Linked DNA regions of Mus musculus: region 2 is linked to region 1. A link is a contact called in public targeted proximity ligation data. All regions are on one chromosome and are shown on one strand. The core of a region is the stretch at or near the end of the contact, and the rest is flanking DNA. Distances in the headings are between cores, read along the strand shown. Region 1 overlaps Kmt5b (lysine methyltransferase 5B). Region 2 overlaps Kdm2a (lysine (K)-specific demethylase 2A).

Evidence for each region.
Region 2: a contact with region 1 is called in a targeted proximity ligation map of pancreatic cancer cells. A contact is called at or near these places in 1 of 39 promoter capture datasets (neutrophils), 1 of 130 datasets of targeted methods (pancreatic cancer cells) and 1 of 9 other capture datasets (adipose tissue).

The regions. Positions count from the first base shown.
Region 1 is chr19:3,813,676-3,819,690 of GRCm38.p6, reverse strand. It overlaps Kmt5b (lysine methyltransferase 5B), which reads right to left. Exons shown (of 11, transcript NM_001379678.1): 11 at 1,391-5,576. The coding sequence ends at 4,102. Among named protein-coding and RNA genes, the nearest start is that of Gm16066, 13 kb to the right of the region's middle.
Region 2 is chr19:4,313,255-4,319,269 of GRCm38.p6, reverse strand. Kdm2a (lysine (K)-specific demethylase 2A) reads left to right here. Exons shown (of 21, transcript NM_001001984.2): 21 at 1-3,126. The coding sequence ends at 170. Among named protein-coding and RNA genes, the nearest start is that of Grk2, 10 kb to the right of the region's middle.

The DNA of each region.
Region 1 (6,015 bases), core at 2,446-4,945:
AATCACAATGTGGGTGCTGGAAATCAACCTGGGTCCTCTGTTAAGGACAAGTGCTCTTTTTTTGTTTTGTTTTTGGAGGCAGGGTTTCTCTGTATAGCCCTGGCTGTCCTGGAACTCACTTTGTAGACCAGGCTGGCCTCGAACTCAGAAATTTGCCTGCCTCTGCCTCCCTAGTGCTGGGATTAAAGGTGTGCGGACAAGTGCTCTTAACAACTGAGCAGCTATCTTTCCAGTCCCGTGGACTCCTCTTGAAGCTGCAAGCCAGGAAGACAGTTCCTAATTCCTCCATTATTCTTAGCTCTGAATAACTCCCCTTCTTTCATAGCTCCGTGGAAACTTCCAGTGTCCTTGGTTAAGCTTGCTGTCTAATAAAAGTAGTAACTTCCCAAGCTAGCTTTCTCCACTCCCCCAACCCCCCAAGCCTGATCCTCCTAAAGTGACTCCCTTCTGTTATCTAAAGTCACAGAGGACAAATGGCTTTGAGTTCAGCACTCCCTGTGTGGGAGGCCTAGACTGTCTGTCCTAAGCAACTCTCATCTTTAACTCAGATACTACCTAACTTCAGATACCTCAAAGGTGCTCAACACATTTGAAAAAAAAAATGCCATCACTTGTGCTAAAAAGGGTATGCCTGTTCATGTCTCAGATTGAACCTATGTGGCCCAGCAAAGCAGGACTTTCTTTCAGTAGAGCAGACTATGGTGGGCCACCCCAAATCTACCATGGCTAAGCCTGGGCAGGAAACTCTGATGAAGACCCACACAGAGAATTAGAGGGTCTGATGAAGACCCTCATAGAGTATTAAAACCCATCTCCTAATCTGTCCTCAACTGGCAGTTTGGGTGACAGTTTGGCAGCTTAGTGATCTGGGAGAGAGTGTGGCACAGGTGGGGGGGGGGCAGTCATTCACCTACCTGGTCCTCTGCTGCTCTACTTTTTGGGATCTATTGCTGTCCAATACCCACAGGATCTGGGATACTGGGGAAGGAGGCTGGAGCCTTTTCATGCATGCCAAGAGCTCATTTGCCCTCTATTAGGGGATACAAAAGTACTGGGCCCACCTGAATCTAACTGGCAACTTATACAGCAGGATGTATACTGGATACACATAGCTGGTATTTGAGGAGGGAGTCTCAAGGTTTCCAGGCAACTTGTTGGAACATGGTGAACTGTGGAAGGTCAGTCACACCGAGAAGAAAGCCCTCATGTGTCTGGGATGCTGAAAGCAACCTTTCTGGGGTGAAAGACAGGGTCTCCCACTCTGAGGGAGTGAGTCAAGCTACTCTCACTCACGGCCGCCAGGTACAATGGCTCACTCCAACTCACAAGCTGCTTCCTGTAAGCATCTGCTGGAAGACTTCTCAAGATACAGTGAACACTGACCAGATCATTTTAATTTCCGAATTTATTAAAATGATTAACCTCAATACTGCAAGTGCATGTACAAAATATTTGTAAAAAATGTTTTTTAATGAAACGTTAAAGAACTTACCTCAAATGCTGAAAAAGTCCTTTTCATTCTTTCAGTACAAGGAATACATTGTATCTCAAAAGTATTACAACTCAGCAAAACAATTTAAAACAGTAATTTGAAAAATGATTGAAAATTGAATACTTTACATATATTTCTAGGATCATTTCCTAATTCTTACAATTTCCAAAAACTTTACCAATCATTGCATAAGCTCAAGCTGAGAGTTTTATTGAGTGTATCCTCTTCCAGACTGGTCAAGAGTGTGGGGTTCTGGCACCCCCACAGTGAAGTTCTACAGCAGATCGAGAACAGTCCGAGGCCCCTGCCTTGAGAAACGGAAATAAGGTTCCCTAGAAGGCATCAGCAGCACTGCTGAATGCTTGTGCATACAACTCCTGAGAGGCAGCAACTCCTCACAATGTCACTGCTCTTAGACCCATGGGAAGGTCGGCCTCCAAAGATGAGGCCACAACAAAACTAAAATAAACATCATAAATAAGTTACTAAAATTAAGCTTAAAATGGAGAAAATGGGAAATTGTTATTTTGTTACTTTTTCCTTAAGATTGAAATTCCTGAAATGGCTATTGTTGGTATTCAAAGAAATTCGAGGATTTAAGTCTCAACAGCCCAAGAGAACATGAGAATGAAGGTGACCAGTTACCCTGTGCAGGCTCCTGAGCTCACCGTCAGCTTCCTGGAGGTGGCACATGGCTCACACTTACACTTGGGAACCCATGAAGACTGGGAACATCATGGAGGTGCTCTGGGTGCTTTGAGACAGGAAGTCTTGAGACACAGGGCTACCTTTCTTCACGGCTATAGCAAATGGTTTGTGTGTGTGTGTGTGTGTGTGTGTGTAGGCACACTGCAGTCTCTCCTTCTGCTTCCAAATGACATAGATACCCAACAGGGTGAGACTGCATGGCAAAGACAAGACTGTATAGGACCACAGCAGGGAATCCTACCATGCACAGGAGCAAAGACATCATGGCCTAGAAACATTCATAAATCTTGCTAACTTGCACTGGGACCTACAAGCAACAGCTTTGAGAACCAAAGCATCCCCAAGCTGAATACTGGTAGGTGTCATCAGCAAAAGGAAAGCATGGAGATGCTCTCTGGTGGACCTTTCACTCCCTGCAGGTCCCTTCTGACACACTGGAACACTGAGTCCATTAGCTTGTGTCATTTAGTAACACTATCTATCTGAATGGGCAGCTATACATTTCCCAGTAAATAAACAGACCCACTGGTGTCATACACCTGCTATAGACTGATATTCTCAAATTCTTTGATTTGTAAAATAATCCAGAGAAACAAACAAGCCTGGTATTGAACATAAAGCAGTAATCAAAAATTGCTCATTAAGTTACTTAAAATTAATTTCTCTTCTCAAAGTGCTTCAAAAACAAATTAAATCTGACTCCTCTTTTTGTTTGACTGATAATATAATCAAAACAATCTGATATCTTCATAATAAACTAACATAAGCCAAGACGTCCACTGATGCAGTGCTTACACTATTATTTATAATCTCCTATTTTATTGGCATGAATATTTCTAAACTTAAAAACCTTCCTGGTAAGTTCTTTTAATTTCTTATGACAAAAATTTCTCACAACACACAAATATTTACAACATATACATCGTTTTCAGCTCTTTACATTGAATCCCAAAGACAAATGTTTGTATAGGTTACCACAGAACAAAAGCTGTGACTCATGTTCTTATTTCATAAACTATTATAAGTTAAAGTGAATAGATTTCTTTTAATATTCCTTGTAGCATTTTACAAGTGCAACAGAAACTTGAAGACCCAAATTAAGATAGCTGGAGTTCATTGGACAAACGCTGCTCGCTGTCGCCACGCTGTTCACAGCAAAGGTTTGAAAAAATAAGCACCAATCATTCTTGCAAAGAACAATTTTATCTAAAAGGATTGGAAAGTGTTAAATACACGGTCTTTAATTTACACAAAAAGCAATAAATAAGCCGCTCTGAAAACCCACCCTGCACACCGCCAGCCTCGATAGAGAATGTACTGAGAACGAGCTGTCACGCACAAGATTCAAGTTCACTTTTTTTTCTTCAAAGAAATCAATCTGACTTCCAGCCAATGGTCTGCTATGGTAACGAAGGCCACGGACAGGACACCTGGGCCAGTAAACAGTGTGAAACCGACACAACTCCAAGGGGGAAACATCTAGCAAATAAACCAAAAGCCAGAGGTCAATGCTGGTGATAGGCGCAGATGCTGGAAACCCTTCCCACAAGGCTGCTCTGCTCTGCTCCGCCCTAACTACGGTTTAGTCATCTATGGAGGAGAGGAGGGCTGGCGTTTGCTCTTATAGGTGACAACATGGTCTAACCACATGAGTGTCTGAAGGCCCTATGTGGAGAGCTGCTGTCACTGGATATTTTACAACAGGGCTTTCCCTCGGAATTGCACATAAGAAGGCTATTTAAAAAGTACAATAAAAATTTGCACAAATCAGACTTAAGAGTCAGGATGCTGTACACTTTCTACAGTATTATGCCTACAGGTGAAGAGACCACAGAAGTGCTGTGCCAAGAAGCTGTGGCGGGATTTTTACTTTTTAGTTCTCCAGAACAATGAGTGAGCGCTCATGCGTTCAGTCTTAGAGACTGATCTTCTCTTCTCCTTGAAGAAATGTCAATATCTATGGAGTCTTTACCAACAATTAGCCTCAGCCGCTTTGCCGGAGGAAGAGGAATGAAGTCATCATCGAAGTCATCCTCGCAGTCCTCCTCCTCCTCCTCCCCCTCAGAAGATGAGGATTCATCTGTGCTGTCCTCCTCATATTGACTGTAGTCGTCCACCTCCATCTGGGACTCGAGCAGGGAGAGGGGGTCGCTGCAGCACACCCCGTTCTCGTGCAGGCCCTCTGCACATGGCCCCCTGCTCTCCTCATCCCGCTTGAGCTGGATCTTGAGCTTGGTGGAGCTGCTGCCCGGCCCTGCGCTGACCCCGTTACTGAGCTTGGCAACATAGAGGTTGCTGTCACTGTCGTGGTCCTTGCTGAGTTTGATGCTGATCTTGGAGGAGTTCACGCCGTCACTCTCATGGTCGTTTGTCTTGCTGCTGCTGTCGTGCCGCCTGCGAAGCGTCAGCTTGGGGATTCCAGAGCTGTTCTCCAGGATCAGCTGTGCATCGTACCTGGTGACCCGCCGCTTCTTTTTACTTTGTGCAGTTCTGAAGCTGTCTTTTGTGAAGCTGTCGGGTGCGACAACAGAGCAGCCAACCGGTGAGGGAGCAGAGTCCGTGTGGCTCACGGGCACCCTGACTGTGCCACTGGGCTCACCTTGATCAGGATGAGACCCTGGCAAATCTGGCAGCCCGTCTTTCCCAGGGAAGCTGTGCTCTGGACTGCAGTCCTCGGTCTTTGCTAAGTGTTTCACAGGTTTCACTTGTCGAAATTTCTTTCGTGACAGGCAGGAGTCGTTCTTGGGACACTCCTGGGATGCTTCCTCCCTGTGTGCAGTCTCAGGAGCCAGTTCTTCCAGCACCTCTGGGGTTGGCTGCTGGCCACTGTCTGGGCAAGGTTCCAGTATACCATTTTTATAGCCATCCAAGGGACTTGGTTCAAGCTTGATGTCAGTGGTCTCCTTCAGACCTGTCCTTGTCCTCAAAGAGCGCCGGGTTGTGTAGGTGCAGGGCAAACTGTCGCCCTGCGAATGAGCACCTCTCCCATGATTCTGCCTGTGTTCTCTCGCAGCATGTCTAGTCAAGCACCCACTCCCCACTGCAGCATGGGCTGGTCCCTCTGGCTCCCTTTCTTTCTTAATTGGCAAATTTTTATATAGCACGACTTTGGGCTCCTTAAGCACTAAGCTCCCCATCTCGAGCTTGCGGGATGCGCTCTTCTGGTCCAGCCGCTTGCAGTGATTCCGCAGTCTGATCTTGGAGAGTAAAGGCTTTGCCGGCTTTCTCAGTTTCTTTGGTACCCGGGGATTGTTGGTGTGCACTAGCTTGGGTGAGGTAGAGTTGGAAGCAGCCGGGACTCTCGGCATGGACGGCCTTGTCAGAGCTCGACTCTTGCTGCTCTTTTTCACACCAACTGAAGATTTTCGATTAGAAGCTGTGAAGTTCACAAGGAAAAAACAAAGATGAAACCAGCTGGGTATTGCAACACGACATGATTAATCAATCCCCAAAGTAGACCACCAGCCACAAACTGCTGATACACGCATGTGCAAGGAAGGCAGCCCTCCAGGAACAGTCTCACCAGAACAGCTCCCCTATATTGCCCCCACTACTAAGTATTTTCTTACATTAAAAAAATGTAAAGGGAAAGTAAATGAGTTAGTTTCTACCTTCATGTCTTCTCCCTCTCCTGCCTCCTCCCCCACCGTGTGCGTGTGCATGTCTTATGTACATATATCCTGGCTGGCCTGGAACTTGGTAAGACCAGGGTGGTCATGAACCCTTGGCAACCCTCCTGACTGTCTCTCAAATGCTGGGATCATTGGTGTGCACTGTAATGCCCAGCTTTTCTCCTGAACCCTTAGTCACTGTTT
Region 2 (6,015 bases), core at 2,505-5,004, 500 kb before region 1:
TGACAGACCAGACCCTGTTCTTCCTAAGGCGAATTGCTAATGTCACCTTGATTGACCTTCGAGGATGCAAACAGATCACGAGAAAAGCCTGTGAGCACTTCATCTCAGACTTGTCCATCAACAGCCTCTACTGCCTGTCTGATGAGAAACTGATACAGAAGATTAGCTAAGACATGCTCAGCCCAGACTGAACAGGAAAATCTTCCCCTGCCTTCCCACCAAGGAGAGTCTCTCCCTGACCCTGCGCAGGCTCTGAGGCCAACGACACATTCCCTCTCTGCTCTCTTTTCTCTGAGCCCTTCTCCCACAGGTGGGGCAGAGAGGTTGGTGGACACCAAGGTTATTGCCTGCTCCTCTCCCTCCCACGGAAAAGAAAGGAGAGGTTGATCAAGGAGAAAGCACAGGCTGTGCTATCCCAGTTCCTGCTTGCTTGCTCGTCTGCCAGCTAGGAAGCTGGGCTCTCAGTTTGGGGGAATTTGTGCATCTTTCACCTGCACTGGGCCAAGAACCCTACCTTCTCACCCATAGTCCCTAGCAGTGCCTGGTTCTGAGCATACTCTAGGGAGGAAGGCAGCCTTGCCTCCATGGCCAGATTCTCCTCATGGTGTCCGTTGCGTGTCTCTCCTCCGTTAAACTCTCCCGGCTTCTGCAGGAGGAGCCAACAGCCCTAGAAACACCAGGCCTGGCAGGTCTCAATGGTGCTGTGAGTTGTCTGAAGCTTTGCTCCATGTCTGTCATAGCCCTTTTTTCTTGTCCCTGAGCTTGATGCTGTCCAACACTCATAATACAGTCCCCATTCTGCCATCACCCCCTAAACTTTTCCACTAGTCACCCACTTGTCCTTTGTTGCACTTACTTGGGGTTATCAAAAGCTCTTCAGAGGAGCTGGAACTCTGCCCCTCCCCCCCCCCCCCGAAATGCCCATATCATTGCTACCCAGGCATATTCTAAGACAGGCATCATTAATACTCCCCACCCATTGCTGCCCACCAACTGCCCTTTTCCATTTGTCCTCTTTCTGCCTGAGCAGGGCTTTTCTAGAATTTGTGTCCTCAGAAGGAGCAGCATGTTTCTCCAGGTGGGGGAAACAGAAGACTGGTTGAATCCCCACCTGCCTCTCTAAGCCAGGCTTTTCTGGGCTCTGGTTTAGCATGGCCCTCTGAGCCCAGGCCTGTGTATAACCTAGCAGCTCACTGACCTGGTGCCTTTTAAGGGGAGTCCTGATTGAAAACCTACCCTCTGCCTGCAGCCTTGGAAGTGTGTGTGCATGTGCCTCTGTGTGTCTGGCTAAGTGTGCTGCACATATGTGCAGGGAAGGAGGGGAGCATGATGGCTCCCACTCCTCATCGCCCTTCTTCAAGCCCCATCAAGCTGCCCCCTTTGACTTTGCATTGAACGGCCTGTCCAAAGATCCTCTCTCTAGGGCAGCAGAGAGCTTTTTGCACTTTAGAAAAAAAAAAAAAATGAAAGAAAGAAAATGGTCGGAACTGTTCTGGGTCAATATTTAGAGTATGAGGAGATGCTCAGCAGAGGCCTGTGGCCAGAGTTTGTCAGTGATACATGCAAATTTGCACTCTGCTCCCCATCTATAGGAGATTGATAATTGATAGCACAGCCTTGCCCCGCCTTCTCTTAGCCCCAAACATATCCCTTCCCACTTCCCACCCCATTTCCTGGAATCTAGCCTCAGACTTTCCTAAACTCCATCAAGAGGGGACAGAGCCCGGGCACCATGAGTCTGAAGTGTGAACCGCCCAAGGAGAGATGCTAACTGTACCCTTGCCACTGCCAAAGCAATAGAGGCAGAAGTGTCCCCTCTGCCACTCAGCCCAGCTTTGACCCTGGCAATAACCAGACTTTTTCCAGGAAAACTGGGTTTCTGGCAAGGGATGGCATTGTTTCTTCCAATCTGCTGATTTCTCTTGGCTGCACCTTAAAAACAGCAGTCTGCTCCCTTGACCCTCTGCCATTCCATTGGTCTTCAGGTCCCAGAATCCTGGGCCTGAAATGTTGAGGAAACGCCAGTGACTTATTCCAGAGTGCCTCAGTTGGGGGAACTTCTGTAAAGAACCCTGGGTGTTGAGCAAAAACCTTATTAATACTATTAATGACCTATAATTAGAAGCTTCCTGACTTTTTTTCTTTTTGGTTGCTCCTGTGGAAAATACTAAAATTACTAAGTTTTGTTTGTTGTCTTTTTATGAAAGGGGAGGTGGAGAGACCCTTTCAGAGCAGGGATTGTGCCGGGAGAGTGCCTCTGCCCTTTGGGACAGTTCATCCACAGAAATTTCTAAGCTGATGGCTTGTCTGGGTTTTGGTCTTTGCATTTGAATTTAGAAAAAGCAAGCATTTTACCGCACAGAAATTTGTCAGTGGAAAAGGGAGCTCAGGGTGGTGGCAGATGGACTGACGCCCTTGCTGGGTCTTTTCTTTAGGACTATGAGGGAGAATGGTTTTTAGAGGTGAGAGTTGGTCCTTGCAAAAAGAGAGAAGTGTCTCCGAGGACGTAGAACATGCGAGTTCATAGTCCTGCATCTACTCTTAGCTGCAGTCTTGCCAGAGCCTGGCCTCAGACTGCAGGACCTGACCTCTGCCTTCATCTTTCCACATACTGGGGCAAAAAAACACAAAGGAAAGGAAGAAAATTATATATATATAATTATATATATATAATATAAAATCACTTGGTGATTAAAAAAATAACTGCTCAATAAATAAAACTCCTAAAGTCACTATGTTTAAAGGGTTTGGTTTTTTGGGGGTGGGTGGGAAATATTGTAAATATATATTTTTTGTTGCTTATTTAGAGTCGATCTCCAATGTTGTGCTAAGATTTTTAAATTAAATGTAAGCATTAAGGGAATGAGTCTTAGGCCACCAGCTGACACATTGGCATTATTTTGGGTCAGGGAAGGAAGAAAGCTAGTTGGACTTTGTTTTCTAAAAGTTTCCCACTTGGTTTTAGAAAGAGCAAAGATGTCTTTCTTCTGACACTTGGGAATGGGAGATATTTGTGTAATAAAATTTTTAAAAGACAAAAAAAGAAATAGCCTCCAATGGGAAATATTTTGATTTGGTTTTCTTTTTTGTTTTTGTTTTTAAATAAAAAGACTTTAAAAACAAAAACTAACCCCTTTCATTTTTGGTGTATGTGTATGTCTATCTAAGAGGATGTCAGAAGGTCATATAGACATGCTGATGTCTTGCTAAAACTAGGAAGTGCCTGCCCCACCACTCTGGACAGAAACATCTGTGGTACAAGCCTGTATACTTACTAGCTTTCTTAATGTCAAAAAGCAACACTTGCTCGATGAAGTTAAATTTTAAAAGTACTTTACATGTGATTGCAGGCGTGTACATATACCATGGCATACTTCTGACCTGTGGAGGTTACAGGGCAGCTTGGAGGAGTCTCTTGTTTTTGTAACCATGTGGAGTTCCATGCTTGTAAAGGTCAGAGGGTAGTTTTTGGACACTTTTTTATGTATACAAGTGCTCTGTCATATTTGCATGCCAGAAAGAGGGCATTGATCCCATTGCAGATGGCTGTGAGCCACCACGTGGTTGCTGGGAATTGAACTGAGGACCTTCGGAAGAGCCAGTGCTCTTAACCAGTGAGCCATCTATACAGTCCTCCAACCCCTATCCCCAAAGCAAACTTTAATGGATGTGTAAGTATTTTATGTGGTAAGGCTAAAGGACCTCCCCAAAAGTAAACAGACTTAGAGCAGTTCCTGGGAACAGCCTGGGCATCTCTGACCTCTTGGCCCCAATAACCAAGACCAACCTCCCATGCTGAAGCCTCCAGATGGCCTGTGGCTGGCATTTGTCCCAACTCTAGGTTAACCATGTGACCAGAGAAGTACTGCCTGCTGCCAGAAATCCTCACTATCTCAGGAGGAGTGGATTCTTACTCATCCTGTTGCCCTAAGCTGACGCCCTGCTCTCTGCTCTAGAAACCGATGGAACACTGGTTACGTTTCCTGAAGATGAGCTATTTGGGTGTTAGCAGAGAAGAGGGGATTGTCAGCTTTGCCTCTGTTCTCATCCTTGCCACCCCTGTTTAGGACCTCAATCAGCACAGCCTCTAGTCCAGAGCTTCTTAACCGGGGGTTGTAGTCCCTTTGGGGTTGCCTAAGACCACTAAAAGAATATTTACATTATGACTCATAACAATACTAAAGTCACTATTTTCAAGTAGCAACAAAAAAAACAGATTTAAGGTTAGGCACCACCACAACATGAGGACTGTATTAAAGGGGCGCAACATTTGTAAGGTTGAGAACCATGGCTTCAGTCCAAATCAGGAGCAAGAATATTTTAATGACTGACCGACCCAGGTGCTGTTTCATACTTAAAACTCATAATGCAGGGGGCTAGGAGTGGTGCTTGCATGCCTTTAATCTCTTGAGTTCAAGGCCCACCTGGTCTACAGAGTGATTCAAGGACAGCTAGAGCTTCACAGAAACCCTATCTTTAACGAGAAATACAAATTTTAAATTTACTTAAGGTTTTATTTTTTTATTTGGAGAGTTCTCTTTATGTAGCCTTGGCTATTCTAGAACCTTCATATAGACCAGGCTGTCCTCAAACTCAGAGATCCACCTTCCTCTACTTTGCCAAGTGCTGGAATTAAGAGTGTGAACCATTATAACCGGCTAATTTGTTGTATATACATTGTCTGTGTATATGTCTGTGTACCATGTGGATGTTTGGTGTCCATAGAGGCCAAAGAGGAATCAGACCCCTGGAACTGGAGTTACAAATGTAAGCCACTACATGCATACTAGAAATTAAAACCAGGTCTTCAGGAAGAGTAACCAGTGCTCTTAACTGCTGAGCCATATCACCAGCCCCTGATTTCTGTTTTTTAGTTATGTGTATTATGTATGTGGATGAGTATGGTTTGTGCACAAGGGCAGTGCCCTCAGGCCAGAAGAAAGCATTCATTCGATCTCCTGGAACTGGGGTTATGGGAGTTTATGGACCATTGGACTTGAATGCTGGGAATCAAATCTAGTCCTCTATAAGAGCAATATGTGCTCTTAACAACTGAGCCATCTGTCTAGCTCAAAGCCTTCTGTGTGTGTGTGTGTGTGTGTGTGTGTGTGTGTAGCTGGAAGGAGGTGTATGTGCCTGTGTGGTTTGGATCCAGAGAAGACATCAAATTCCTTGGAGCTGGAGTTATAGGTATTTAGAAAGTCTCTTTACAAGACTCTGGCTTACTAGGTACAGGAATCTGAACTAGGACCCCATGATTATATAGCAAGTTAACCAATGAAACCATCTTTCTATTTTATTTGCATAGGGCCCTTCAAAAGAAGTATTTTGGGGAGGGGGTGCCTATTCCCCCAGGCCGACTTTGCTAAATGTGCTTGAACATTGGCTGCTTCACACTCTGGATGCACAGTTCTTCCTTTTCCCTATGTATTTCCACAGGTCCGGTCCAAGCTTAGGACGGAAGCTGAAAGCCAGAGAGCACTAAGCCTGATCCAGTCCCCTAACTTTCCCTGTCCTGTCCATCCCTCTCTAGAGGCTGAGCGCAGCTGCTATAAGCCAGGAGGTGCTGGAAGACAGTAGTGCACCTGAGAAACCAGAAAAGGAAAGGTAACAGGTAGAGGGCAGAAGAGAAATGAGACAAAGGGCTTGAGAGGATGCCTGGAGAGCAAATGAGACAGAAGACTCCAGCGAATGGTAGAGTCAGCAGACTAAGATTCTACCCTACTCCAGAGCTTTGCACATCATCTTTGTTCGCCAATGCTGGCCCAGAGAGGATAAGAAACCTGCCCAAGGCACTGGACGGGATTAATAGAAGTAGCTCTCAGATTCAGTCATACAACACTTCAGTACCAACGTGAGGACTACCAGACATCACAAGCTGTAATTCACAAGCGGTTGACTTAGGGTACAGGAACACATGCGCGTTGCATCTGGGAGGGTGGGTGTAGCTGAGGTCCAGAAGACTGAAGCTGGAATCTTAACCTCTGCAAAAACTCTGAAAAGCAGGTTGCGGCT